Linked DNA regions of Mus musculus: regions 2, 3 and 4 are each linked to region 1. A link is a contact called in public Hi-C, HiChIP or PLAC-seq and promoter capture Hi-C data. All regions are on one chromosome and are shown on one strand. The core of a region is the stretch at or near the end of the contact, and the rest is flanking DNA. Distances in the headings are between cores, read along the strand shown. Region 1 holds the start of Inmt (indolethylamine N-methyltransferase). Region 2 has its middle 28 kb from the start of Znrf2. Region 3 overlaps Znrf2 (zinc and ring finger 2). Region 4 has its middle 48 kb from the start of Mturn.

Region 1 (3,332 bases), core at 123-2,622:
AGGAGTGGGGAGCAATGCCGGGGGTGGGAAACAGCTGACATTCTTAACTGCCTCCCCATGACCCAGGATACTAGTGGAGGCCTGGGAGGTATGTCTGGTCTTCCAGATAAATTCAGGATTACTGTCTCTCTCTCTCTCTCTAATCAGTTGGCATAGGCTAACTTCAAAGAACATTGGATTTAGAAAATTGGGGGAATTGGTAGAGTGGCAGGGTCTGGGATAAAGGCTGAGAAGGACACCAGCTAGTTCTTAAGAGCCCTTCTGATTTTCTAGGAAAGGCAGCCACACAGAAGAAAGTGTGGCAGAGAGCTAATAGTAACACGAGCAAGAATAAAGCCTAAGACTTCAAGTGACCCAGCACTAATGGGGAGAATGTGCTCTGTGTGACCCTGGAGGTCAGTTGCTCAGTGTACCTCCACCCCCCACCCCGGGTATGCCCTCTCAGCCTGCCCTCTCCCTTCTGCAGTCTCCTTTTATACCTACCATGCCTCTGCCAAGGACTGAAGTCTGTTCTATACCCCAGCTTTCTCCAGCAGCACCAGGCTTTCTTCCCTCTGTATTCTGAGGTTGTTCCTTGCTACCCGTTCCTTGGCACCGAATGTCTGGCTAAGAAGGCTTTTGTGGGGGAGTACACTGAGTGACCTCCAGGGTCACACAGAACACACTCTCCCCATTAGTGCTGGGTCACTTGAAGTCTTATGATTCATTCTTGCTGCTGTTACTATTAGCTCTCTGACTTTGACTGGCCACCCCTGTCCCTCCCTAGCCTTAGTCTGCCCTTAGACATTGGGGGCAAATCATGGAAACTTGTATGCATGTTTACAGGGAAGAATTTTCATCAGGGATTTTTTTCAGAGAGACTCAAGGTTCCAAAAAGGCTGCAGAGCTTTCTGGAAGGCCTCTGGCAAGAGGAGAGGGAAAAGTAGCCTTGGTGCCCAGTCCTATGTCACTTCTCTCAGCATGGGCCTAGGAGCTCCACAAATCTGGGTATACCCCTCAAAGCTTACGAGTGTAGCTACTGAGGCTGATCATGGGTGCAAGGCAAGTTCTTCACTCCTGAGGCATGGCTCTTCTGGATCTGCACACATTGCCATCTATGGGCCCTGTGGGCCTTCAGACCAGTCACCTCTGTAGCATCTGTATATACAGAATAAGCTCTCCCTGTTGGCATGGTTCCAGCCCCTCCCCAGGGAGACCTCAGCCACTCACCTGTAGAGAAGGTCTGGTAGAGGTTCTGCAGGCTAAACTTTACGATTTCCTGCTCTGCCACAGGGCCAGAGTGGAAGCTGTAGTAGGTGGTCAGGTAGTCTTTGGGAGTGAACTCTTTTTCATAGTCCTCACCTCCTATGTATACCTTGCCCTCCATTCTAGCCAGCCCACACAGCTGTCCAGACTCCTTTGCCCCTACTGAATGCTCACTCCTTCCCACCATGCCTTTTATAATCTTTTTATAAGACCTCCCTTCTCAGGGAGGAGCTAGGGTCCCTGGAGATGGTTTCAGAGTGCAGGTGTCAGATTCCTGGCTGGATTTGATTTTTGTGATGAAGCAAGAGAATGCTAGATTCCTGGCTGGATTTGATTTTTGTGATGAAGCAAGAGAATGCTAGAGGGCCTCCAGTCCTGTCCTGGGTCACTGGGCCCTGAAGCTCTCATCCCTGGCCCTCTAGGGTGGCATGTGGACAACTGGGATCAGGAGAGAGAGACAGAGAGAGAGAGAGACAGACAGACAGAGACAGACAGAGACAGATATATATATGGAGACACAGAGAGAGACAGAGAGAGAGAGAGAGACAGAGAGAGAGAGACAGAGAGAGAGAGAGAGAGACAGAGAGAGAATTACATAGGGACAGAGGTACACAGACAGACAAAGAGAAAGAGGCAGAGACCAAAGAGATGAGGGTCTCATTAGGGATGCTTCACTCATGGGGTTAAGAGTAGAGGGTGGAGACACAGGGCCAGGCTCCCAGCCAACACATTCACGGCCCCTGGGCTTCATCTTTGATAAGGCAAATAAAACAAGAACCAGAACAGAAGTGCTCCCCAGGCTGGGGAAGTAGGAGGACCAGAGATCTTCAAATCTCTCTGCTATTCTACACTCAGTGAACTTGCCTTTGTAAACAGCTTATCTTTAACTGAGTTAATGATTCCCCAGCGGTTTAAGGTTTAAGTCTTGTTTTCTCATTTGGCTTAATGTTTTCTTTCTTTCTTTCTTTCTTTCTTTCTTTCTTTCTTTCTTTCTTTCTTTCTTTCTTTCTTTCTTTCTTTCTTTCTTCCTTCCTTCCTTCCTTCCTTCCTTCCTTTCTTTCTTTCTTTCTTTCTTTCTTTCTTTCTTCCTTTTCTTTTTCTTATGCTCGGGAGTAAACTTTGACAGCACCTCCCCAAATCACTAGGCCTGTGTGTTGCCAAGCCCTGTATTTGGACAAACAATTGAAAACGTGTCACAACACTGCACAGAGCGCCACCCATCCACATCCACGTGTGTGCACATGTGCATCTTGTCCTCTGCCCCCAGAATCATCAGCTCACTTAGATCTGCTGTGGTCTGGTCTGGTTGCTTTGAAAAATGATGCCCCAGTTTGCCGTCTTTTGCTTTGGTAAACAACCATGACCCAAAGCAACCTGGGAAGGAAAGGGTTTATTTGACTTGCACCTCCTGACCACAGTTTGTCACTGAGGAAGGGCAGGGCAGGAGCTCAAGCAGGAGTAGAGGTGGGGACATTGAAAGACCACTGCTCACTGGCTTGCCCTCCATGGTTTGCTTAGCCTGCTGGCTAAGGGGTGACACCACCCGCAGAACACGGGGCTCACCCACATCAGTCATTAATTAAGGAAACACTCACGGGCCAGTCTGATGAAGGTCACTCCTCACTTGAGGATCTCTCTTCCCAGGTGACTCTAGTGTGTGTTAGGTTGGAAAAAATAACCAACTAGACCTGCTACTGCAAAGGGAAAATGGACAGAGGCTGTGTAGACTCTTACTCTGCTGTAAGGGAGTCTGCAGTGATCACACACACACACACACACACACACACACACACACACACACTTGCCTCATCTCTTTCTAAGTCATCCAAGGGTGAGAGTGTCTGGGTAGCAAACTTCAGAGTGGGTTCCCAGGGGCAAACGTTGGGAGGATGGGCATGCCACAGTGGGGAAAGTTCATGACACTGATTGCCTACTATGTGACAGGGGTCTCCTGGCTTTTTCACAACAACCTGCAAGGTATCTGCCCCCTCAACAACAAGGAAGTGGGCAATGTGATGCCCCAGGTCGCTGTCAGCAGCAGAGGCCCCAGATTCACGCCCAAAGTGGGAACACAGACTCAGCCCCAG
Region 2 (3,173 bases), core at 610-3,109, 390 kb before region 1:
TGGGGGTCTTCATGCATGCATATTATTATCCTTTGTTCCCACTCATTCCCTCTCTCATTTCCTTCCCTCATTCCCCTGCCAACTCCCCTGTTGCTGGCCCTTACCCTCCCCCCTCATTGTTCTCTCTCCTGCTCTTATGTTTCATGTGCTCCATTATACTTGCTTCCAACTCCAGGTCCCTATGACCATTCTCCCACCCCACGGTCTTCTCTTTTTAACACACACACACTCACATAAATACACACAACACACACACAGAGACAAACATATACACAGAGACACAACATACACACACATGCACACACACACACACACACACACACACACACACACGAGAGTATACATTATGAAGAAAATGTGGTATTTGTCTTTCTGAATCTTTCTCATTTCACTCAGTGTTCTGATCTCCAGACCCATCAAAGCGGCATGAGATTTCCCTTCCTTTATGGGCTATAGGCAGAGATTTCCATTATGTATACACGCCACACTTTAGCCATTTTTCCATAGGTGGGCATGGAGTTTGTCTCTGTCTCCTGGCTTTTGTGACAGTGCTGCAGTAAACATGGATGTGCACGTATGTCTGTGGCTTGCTGACATACGTGCTTTGGGTACATATCGAGGAAGGGCATAGCCAAGTCACATAGCAGTTTATTTTAGTTTTATGTCACAGTGGAGGGACAGATGTCAGCAGCAGAAAACATAGGCATTTTTAAATGGCTAATTTGACCTACAATTGTTTGCCAGCAGTGGGGCTTTGACGCACTATGAACCTTTCTTTATGTGAACTTTAGTCGTTTTACGTTGCACATTGGTGACAGTAGACCTTAGAATATGAAGCCCAACTGCATAAACTTCAGGTTGAGATAGCAAAATTTATACTCACTCCTATCTTGTAATGGGAGAGTTTTCTGTTTCCTCTTTGGCAGAATAACAATCAAATTCAATATCTTTTTGCCAGTGTCATGCTCCGTTTCCCATGCCATAATACACACGTACTATAGGATTGGTTATTTACTATGAAAAACAGTCTATTTATCTTGCTGCCCTGGAAGTTGAGAAGTCCAAGAATGTGGTGCCAGCCTCTGGTCAGTATGTGACGAGGGCCTGTGCTGCATTATAAGAAGGTAGATGGCGTCACATGGTGAGTCAGACACAGCCACCACTAGCGAGCTCCCCCACAACAGCATTGCTCTTGAGATTACCCTTTAAGGATCTTGGAATGAATCCATCCACTCATGAAAGCAGAGACCTCCTGGTCCCATTGTTTCCTAAAGACTCCACCTTCCAACCTCACCACGTGTGTTTCAAACCATATTCAAACCGCAGCTGCTGGGCAAGTGTGCCTGCCGCTCTGGGCTTCAGTTTCTCTCTCTGAAGATAGGTTTATTACCTTTGTTTACTTTACTTCTTAGTAGACACTGTAATTTAACTTGTTGATATCGGTAACATCCAAGTCTCTCACATACACAAAAAATATATAAAAGTAACTGTCAGACAATTAATTAATGAAACCATAATTTCTAGGACCTTGTGATATTTATTATTTTTAGCTATTTTTAAATTTCATATTTATAGCTGTAAAAATAATCATCCCAATGTGAGCTTTAAAAAAATAATTGACTAGAGGTGACATATTTTGGGAAACATAATAGAGGTGTTAAGCACTCTTCCTGTCTGAATTGATGCTGGGAGGTTTTGAGTGCCCGCACCTGCTTTGTTTGTCTTTCCTGGTGGGTACACAGGAGCTGAGCAGGTTACTCTACTTTCTATCCTGTATTCACCACTATTCCACAGTACTACCGTGCCTTAGCTTTATCTATTGCGAAATGGAAACTGAACTAGTATCTGTGTGTCTTGAGGAATTTGGCAAAGGATGTTGAAACTTTTTACCAGGCCAGTTTATGCCCTACCTGACCTCTGCTCACCAGAGGTTTGCAACACTTCTCTTATAGGGGCCCCGGGAAGGTGTCTAGAATAAGGCACTAATTAACCCTGTTCTGTGCCTAGTTACTTCAAAGCTGTGGCTCCCAAAGGACCAAGTCTACACTGTGTTGCTGGAATCTCCAACCCCAAATAAGCCCATATAAAAAAACCCACACAATCCAGTTATTATAATTATAAGCTATATGCCTAGATTGGACAGGCCTAACACTATACTAACTTATTCCCCAGCTATAAGACCCCCTTGCTACTACTTGTGATTTCTCCTGGACACTTGGTTCTGCTCCATCGAGGCTTCCTTCTCCTCTTCCTTCATCCTCTCTTCTTCTCCTCTGGTCCTCTTCTGCCTCCCTACCTGCCCCTATTCACAAACCTCCAGTCCTACTTTTCTCCTCCACTGCCCAATCACAGGCTCTAGTTTGTTTGTTTTTTGTTTGTTTGTTTTCCTAGTCTTTATTGACCAGTTAAAATGGGGAGAAGGTTCACATGAGGTCACCTGAGTATGTACTCTTGGGGCAACCCCTCTTGAGGAAGCAGAATTAACATCAGAATAAAACAGCATCAGACCAACCCACAAAAATACTGCCCTATTCGGAGGCCAAAGAAGACACTCAAGATAAATATGTCAAGTATATTTCTGTGTGAACGTGCACCTTACTATTGGCTGTCCTTTCTCATATTATTTTTGGTGTTCAATTTTTAATATCCGTACAATGTGTTCATGTATAAAATTCTAAATTCTGCTTGGTAACAGTGAGCTGAAGGACAGCCCTGGAGTCTCTAGGTCTTCTGTGACCTGTTTTTGTCAGTCAATGATTAACTGACTTTGGTTTGCAGAGATAACACAAAGCTTTGGAAATTTACCCGGCTTTTGATGGTAGAATTGATTGAGGGCATACATCCTGTGTGAATTTCTAAGTATATGAGGCTTCCATGTCCACTGCTGCAGTAAATCCTCTTAAGAGCGATATGATATTGGAAACCCTGTGGTTATTTAAAATAGCAGACATCAGACACTCAGAGAGCACAAGTCACTGGATCAGGATTCCTAGCACTCAAGCAACCAAGTCTGGATTTGAACTAAGCCCAAAGCTCATGGTCTTCAAATTGTATTAACCTGGTCCTCAAAAACAAGCTGCAAAGCATGAATTTCCATGTAGGGTGCACTTTCTTCTGTCAGCAAAAAGCCGAATTTGGGGTGGCATTTGATTGTTTGTTTTTTAAGATAGGAG
Region 3 (3,412 bases), core at 896-3,395, 340 kb before region 1:
ACTGCTTAGAGCTTGGCTTTTGTTTTGTTTCTTTAACATGTTTATTGTGAGATAGCAGCATCCTTTTCTGGAGACTCCTGATAATGTGGTCACACTGTGTTTTGCATGTGCACACATGTGTGATGCTGCTGTGTATGCCTTCTCCCCTCCTGACTATTCAGTTACTAGTTGCTCTTACTCTTTGTTTAGCTTTTTGGGTCTTTGGAGGGGGGCATTTATTTTCCTCAAATATGTGATGGTTTTGTTTTGACTGGTCACGTAAACACTAAATTGAAGCACTTGTAAGCTAATTAGAAGCTTTCTGCACAAAATAATCATCTGTCTGAGCACTTAGGAGTGTGTTCTCTTGGACTTGGTCATATTTTCCAGAACTGGCTTTTCTTACATGTAAGAAGTCACCATCCACATGTCCCCTGCAAAGACTGCATGCAGGCTAGCCTCATACTTGTGATTAATACTCTAGCTTGAGCCTCCTGAGTGCTGGAGTTACAATTCAAAGGTGGATTTATTTTATGTATATCAGTGTCTGGGTGACGGTATATGCAAATGGGTGTTGGGTGTGTAAGTGTGTACAGGAGGGTGTTCACCGCCTGGGAGTTGGGATGCCTGCTTTGTCTGTGGATCTTGGGATCCAAACTGGGACCTCCTGATCTGAGTAGGCGCTCTTGACCTCAGAGCTGTTTCTCTAGCTCTGGGAGACATGCTTGTTTTTTAAGCCTTACTTTTAATTTTATGTGTGTGAATGGCTGGCCTGTATCTATGAAAGAATGCCTGGTGCCTGCTGAAGCAAGAAGAGGGTGTCATATATATCCCTTGGAACTGGAGTTGTGGGAGACTGTGGAACCAAACTCAGACTGTGGAACTAAACTCAAAATTGTCTACAAGATTAATAAGTAATAAGTGCTCTTAACCACTAAGCCATCTCTCCAGCCCCAAGACATAGCTTTTTATTCCCATGTTACAGGAGCATAGCAAGAAAGATTTTTTTGTTGTTGTTGTTTTTAAAGAGAAAAAGTTGTTTTTGTTTTTTTTTCCCTCGGATTCAGTATCAAATGTCTCTTTGCCTTTGACCATTGTGTTGTCATGGTCCAGGAAGGTACCTCTAAACACAGCATCTCTAGTAGAACTGGGACTTCCTGGCCATCCAAAGCCCAGGAGCCCCTCTGGGCGGGTCCTTACCAATTCTTGTGGGCGGGCTTACCGCTTCTTGCCTCACCTGGGCAGTGCTGCCCTTTGGACAGACCTTCACTCCAAAGAGGCTGAGTCTGCCTCTGCTTTTCTGATTTTATGTGAAAATTATCACTCATTTACATGCCTTCCAAAGACTGAGTACTAGTTTTTCATTGTGTCATTAGATTAATTTTGTATATTAACTTATATATTTTATTTTGGGAACTGTGAGATGGATCTATTGATAAGAGAGTACTTGCTGCCAAACCTGACAACCTGAGTTTGGTCCCCAGAACACACACAGTGGAGAGAGACCTGTCAGAGCTCGCTCTTTACGCCCTCTGCTCCCCAAACTGTAAGCCAGCCCTAGTTAAATGCCTCCTTTTACTCCTTTTAAGAGAGTTGCCTTGCCATGGCGTCTCTTCTCAGCAGTACAGTCTTTAATTGGCAACCTCAGACAGTTTTGAAACCCACTTTTCTGTTTAATGTGTTTAGGGGATTTTTCTGTGAGAGCATATAAACCCAACTCTTGTTGTTAGCCATTTTGTGTTTACATTTCTATGATACATAGGCACTGTAGCTCCTTAAATCTTTCCTGTTACTGAGCATCTAGGAACGTTCTAGTTTTTGTGTCTGTTAGAGATTAAGTAGGACCTTGCATGTGCTAGTCGTCAAGTGCTCTCCTGCTGAGCTCTTTCCAGTATTGTAATAAGTATCACTGACTATGTCTTTGTACATGCACAAACTCTTCCAGTATGGATGCTGTTTTGACAGCAGTAGGTATAATAGAGTGAGGTATCAATCACCTAAGATTAGTGTTAGATTCAAGAAAGCTGCATTCATATGCAAGCCATGCTTCAGGGCTTCCCAGGCCACTACTTCTCAGGTTTTTTGGTTATTTCCCAGTACTGGCATTGAGTCCAAGGCTTCCTGTATGCCAAGCAAGTGCTCTGGAACACCAGCTCCCTCACTGTTTGCGATAAGATCACATTAAGTTGCCTAGGCAAGCCTCAGACTTGTGATGATCGAGTTCTAGCTTCCAGAGCAGCTGGGCTAACAGGCTGGGCTCCCATCCTGAACTTCTCAGGTTTGGTAACTCAGCACTGATGTACACAGCTCAGGAGAACTCGGCCATTACTATTGCAGCTTGATTATGAAAATTAGAACAGGGCCAGCAAAATGGAGCCCTCCCTCTCTGAGAGTTGCCCACTCCTACACCTGCCTCCCGGGACTGTGGCTCCCACAGAACACACGCTCTGTGTGCCTGCACCAGAGAGCTCGTCCAAGTCTTGCTAGCCACATCACTTATTTGGATTTCATTATATGGACATGATTAATTGGAAATTTGCCAGTCCATTTACTGACTCTAACCTTCATCCAGCTTCGCTGGAGCTTGGGGCTGACTCAGAGCTACATTCTCCAGTCACCAGGAGTCCTTTCTAGCTTCTACTCTAAATGTCTCTGAAACATGAAGTCGGGTGTGGTTCAATCACTAAACTAAAACTAAAAACAACAACAACAACACAACAACAACAACAACAACAACAACAAAAAACCCTGACAGGTTCTTTATTTATTATACAACAATTACCAAGAAATAAAATTTTCTATTTAAACAGAATGCACAACTTAATTTTCATTAGACATCAACCCTCCCTAAGGGCATACTAATTTATTCTGTGCCACTAATATGATTTCTGCTAACTTTACTGTTAGTTTTCTTCTTTTTAGAAAACTATTTTCCCTGTTTTGCTGATAAAACCTTTTCACTTGCATTTTTTGAGTACTAGTGAAAATAATCATTTCCATGTGCTCATTGCTAGCCATGTCTGTGTTTTTCTCATTGCTAGCCATGTCTGTGTGTTTTTCTTATTGCTAGCCATGTCTGTGTGTTTTTCTCATTGCTAGCCATGTTTGTATGTTTTTGCACTGCCTATTTATCAGCTTTGCTCATTTTTTAGCTGCACATTTATTTTATATTGCATTCTGGTTCTCTGTCTAATGTAGATACATAGAAGGTTTTTTGTGTGTACATAGTTCAAATATATCTTCTCATACCATTGGGTTATAAAATAAGGTTTTATGAATGAGGTTCACTGTATTGATCTTTAATAGACACAGGCTTATGAGTTTAAATTAAAATGTTATTTATAAATTTGTTCCTATAATTGAAGAAGAAAAGATCATTACTTCCCACCCCCTCTTTTCCTTTTTTTCTTAGACCAGGGTCTCACTAAGTAGC
Region 4 (3,196 bases), core at 185-2,684, 450 kb before region 1:
AGAGCCTGCAGCTGAGAACCCACAGGTGAAATAGAGGCTAGAAGCTCTTGTAACAAATCCAGGAGTGACTCCACCTCCTTTACTGCAATGGTGGGGTGGAAGCATATGGCCATACTCACCACATTCAAGGGAAAGCTCTGCAAAGACTTGAATACCTGGAGGAGGTGCCTCAGGCTATTGGAATTAGCCCACCACAGGAAGCCCACCACAGGAAGCCAGGCTTAGTGCTTGGACCCTTACTAATTGTGTCCTGCTCTGGCCTACCCCAAATGGTAACAATAGGATTGTTTGCCTCACATAACATTTAGTAAAACATTTAGTAAAAAATGTTTTTATTCAGGGATGTTTAGTAATCTTTCTTTAGGGGAAAAAAAGAAAATCAAGAAAAGATAGCAAGACAAAAAAATCAGCATAGTTTCCAAAACAGAGCTATCCAAAACCCAGTAGTGGAAGTGAGACTGAAGAATGTGGCGGCACTATTTATAAAGGTAGCTGATGGCACCTTTGAACCCAACCCTCTAACTAAGACGCCGGACACAGTCCCGCTAACTGCCACTCAGGGAAGGAGGTGTATCTGAGGACCAGGAAACAGCCAGCATCCACCCCACCAGCATTCTCTGTGAGTCACCTTCCTAGTTGCTTGGATGGATACAAACCAAGACCAGACTAAAGAAAGTTCCCCTTCAGTGATGACTAGAAAATAATAATCTCCTGTTAGTCGTGGCTACTATTCCTCTACTCTTGACTGCTTCTGACGGGGATGGCTACCTGCCCGGGGGCTCCTAATCAGCTCGCAGGAAGTCTCAGGCTCTAATGCCTGCATCCCAGGTTGCCCACCGTCTCATTCCTCAGACGGTCACTTCTGTTTAGTTAAATCTTCATCTGGTACATTCTGTACTTGACTCGAGAGCTAATAAGATATTTATGGAACACTCATTAGAGAGCAGATCCCCCCTCCAAGCCCTGACAGGCATCCACACAGATATACAGTCACATAGACGCCAAGCATCTATAAGAACTAAGAGCATAGCATCAAAGTCAGAGAGATACATTTTGGTAGTGGCCTTTACTTTGGCCCGAAGCCGCCACTTCCTGAACTCTTTCCTCCTCTGTAATGTGGAAATGACTTCTGTACTTTGCAAGACAGTTGCAAAAATTAAGTGATTTATTTCCAGGGGAGCTCTTAGCACCATGCCCATAGTAAACACCTACACCTCACCACCCCCAGTATATGGAGAGCTCTGTGACGGCTGGCTATGTCTGTGGTGTCCAGCTTCACCTCCTCCAGACCCCATACAAGGCCTGGCAGGTAGTAAGCACTTAACAGGCAATTGTTAAATGGGTTAATAAGTGAATCAGTACTACTGTGGCTAATGACTGCAATAGTTATCTGGTGTAATTTTCCCAGGAGGTGAAAGATCTCACAGTGCTACCTAACTCAGTTTCAAAGTCCACCTTGTCTGATAAGTGACAAGTCTGACCATTTAGCTGGGCATTTGGCTGCATCTTGAAGGGTTAAATTTGATTTGCCTGAGACCATAGCATAAATCTGGTTACAAAGTTGGCACCGTTACAGGGGTGTGCTCAACTTCTTGAACTCTCAGCTCTTTATCCCTACACATTCAGCATATTGAGACTGCCCCATCTTGATTGAGCAAGCAAGGGAAAGTCCCTGTGGACTCCAGATTTAGGGTAGGGAGGGATTTTTTTTTTTTTTTTTTTTTTTTTTTTTTTTTTTTTTTTGAGACAGGGTTTCTCTGTATAGCTCTGGCTGTCCTGGAACTCACTCTGTAGACCAGACTGGCCTTGAACTCAGAAATCCACCTGCCTCTGCCTACCAAATGCTGGGATCAAAGGCGTGCGCCACTACCGTCCAGCTCTATTGTTTTTTTAGCTTAACTTTTAATCTTCTCTCTCATATTACATCCTGACGGCAGTTTCCCATCCCTCTACTCCTCCCAGTGGTCGTGTGTCCATCTGTCTCCTGCTAGCCCCCTTTCCCAGATCCACTTCTCCTCTGTTCCCCTCCAAAAAGAGAGCAGGCCTCCCAGGGATGCCAGCCAAACATGGCCTATCAAGACACAGTAGGACTAAGCACAAATCCTCATATCAAGGCTAAATGAGAGGACCCAGTAGGAGGAAAAGGGTCCCAGTCACAGGCAGAAGAGTCAGAGACACCCCCACTCCCACTGCTGGGTGTCGCACAAGGACCCCAGACCACACAATCATAAGGTATATGCAGAGGACCTACCTCAGACCCATACGGAGTCCATGTTTGTCGCTTCCATCTCTGTGGGGCCCATGAGGTCTGCTTAGTTGACTCTGAGGGTTGTGTTTCTATGATGTTCTCAACCCCTCTGGTTCCTACCGTCCTATGGGAGGGTTTTTTAATTACTCATGACCATGTTGGTGCTAGCCGTAGAACACGAGACATCTGTCTGCCTGATACTTGCTGGTCTCAGATGATGATCAGACATCCTTGCAGAGTTTGTCAAGCATTCCAGGAGTGACTTCTGTGCATCAGCTACTCAGGATGGCCAGCAGCCATTCCCAGGACAGGAGCACAAATCTCAGCCTCAGCCTCAGAGTTATGTGGCCTTGGACAAGACATACAACTTGTTTACATTTTCATCAAAAAGTTATAAACTAATACCGTCTAAGGACTTACTAATCACATCTGTATGATAAAGGGTACCTAGCCTAGCACACTTCCCAAAGGATGTGGAGTGGTTCAAAGTCTCTCACTTTCTGCACATTATCTAGTTGGGGGAGCTCTATGATAATTACTATCTAATGTAAGAAGATGCCTCTCTATTTCGGTGATGCACTCTGGCAACATATAGTTCTATCCAGCTCTATGAATGCTACTCAGTGGAAGTACAACTTCCAGTTGAATCTTGATTTCTCCATGTTTTATAGCATAAGCATGTGGTATCTATGGCAAAGGGGCCTTACCATCAAGTTCTGAAGGGTCAGCGATAGCATTGGCGATAATCTGTAATGTTTGGGAGGTGCTGTGGTACCCCTTTGTTGAATAACTGAAAAAGAGGTAACTCATTTCTTGTGTTGGGGATCTTTTCTGGTAGTATATGATGTCCAGTTAGGTTATTGTCTTTCCCATTACATGGTAAACCCCATTTAAGTACCTTTTATATGAATATATATTTCAATGTCCCCATTCTTAGTCATGCTGTTA

Evidence for each region. Promoter capture Hi-C pulls out the DNA fragments that hold promoters and counts their contacts. A called contact is a pair of places that touch in the nucleus more often than the background predicts. HiChIP or PLAC-seq counts read pairs in DNA pulled down with a chosen protein or histone mark.
Region 2: a promoter capture Hi-C map of liver shows a contact between it and region 1, with 4 times the contacts expected there. The contact joins the enhancer-like site here to the promoter of Inmt in region 1. A contact is called at or near these places in 3 of 39 promoter capture datasets (liver, pre-B cells and stem cell-derived epiblast-like cells), 4 of 15 datasets of contacts at CTCF or cohesin (embryonic stem cells, large pre-B cells and stem cell-derived epiblast-like cells), 50 of 484 Hi-C or Micro-C datasets (the 63-12 cell line, the AML12 cell line, B cells and 28 more), 6 of 115 datasets of contacts at active chromatin or transcription factors (astrocytes, bone marrow-derived dendritic cells, embryonic stem cells and 2 more) and 2 of 9 other capture datasets (embryonic stem cells and macrophages).
Region 3: a contact with region 1 is called in a FOXA1 HiChIP or PLAC-seq map of pancreatic cancer cells. The contact joins the enhancer-like site here to the promoter of Inmt in region 1. A contact is called at or near these places in 1 of 39 promoter capture datasets (maxillary cranial neural crest), 4 of 484 Hi-C or Micro-C datasets (embryonic fibroblasts, embryonic stem cells, muscle stem cells and 1 more), 1 of 115 datasets of contacts at active chromatin or transcription factors (pancreatic cancer cells) and 2 of 9 other capture datasets (embryonic stem cells and liver).
Region 4: a Hi-C map of liver shows a contact between it and region 1, with 2.3 times the contacts expected there. The contact joins the enhancer-like site here to the promoter of Inmt in region 1. A contact is called at or near these places in 9 of 39 promoter capture datasets (3T3-L1-derived adipocytes, cranial neural crest, embryonic stem cells and 5 more), 1 of 15 datasets of contacts at CTCF or cohesin (large pre-B cells), 16 of 484 Hi-C or Micro-C datasets (the AtT-20 cell line, B cells, the C3H10T1/2 cell line and 12 more), 4 of 115 datasets of contacts at active chromatin or transcription factors (T-cell acute lymphoblastic leukemia, embryonic basal ganglia, large pre-B cells and 1 more) and 1 of 9 other capture datasets (macrophages).

What each region holds. Positions count from the first base shown.
Region 1 is chr6:55,173,618-55,176,949 of GRCm38.p6, forward strand. It overlaps Inmt (indolethylamine N-methyltransferase), which reads right to left and starts at 1,373. Exons shown (of 3, transcript NM_009349.3): 1 at 1,210-1,373. The coding sequence starts at 1,366.
Region 2 is chr6:54,787,487-54,790,659 of GRCm38.p6, forward strand. No RefSeq gene overlaps it. Among named protein-coding and RNA genes, the nearest start is that of Znrf2, 28 kb to the right of the region's middle. Within about 2 kb of position 1,860, at least 19 of the 459 cell types and tissues checked have an H3K27ac peak or open chromatin away from gene starts, as enhancers often do. A contact at or near this core is called in liver and neural progenitor cells, where this site is marked.
Region 3 is chr6:54,829,051-54,832,462 of GRCm38.p6, forward strand. All of the region lies in intron 1 of Znrf2 (zinc and ring finger 2), which reads left to right. Among named protein-coding and RNA genes, the nearest start is that of Znrf2, 14 kb to the left of the region's middle. Within about 2 kb of position 2,146, at least 53 of the 459 cell types and tissues checked have an H3K27ac peak or open chromatin away from gene starts, as enhancers often do. A contact at or near this core is called in muscle stem cells, pancreatic cancer cells and uterus, where this site is marked.
Region 4 is chr6:54,728,262-54,731,457 of GRCm38.p6, forward strand. No RefSeq gene overlaps it. Among named protein-coding and RNA genes, the nearest start is that of Mturn, 48 kb to the left of the region's middle. Within about 2 kb of position 1,435, at least 13 of the 459 cell types and tissues checked have an H3K27ac peak or open chromatin away from gene starts, as enhancers often do. A contact at or near this core is called in bone marrow-derived macrophages and liver, where this site is marked.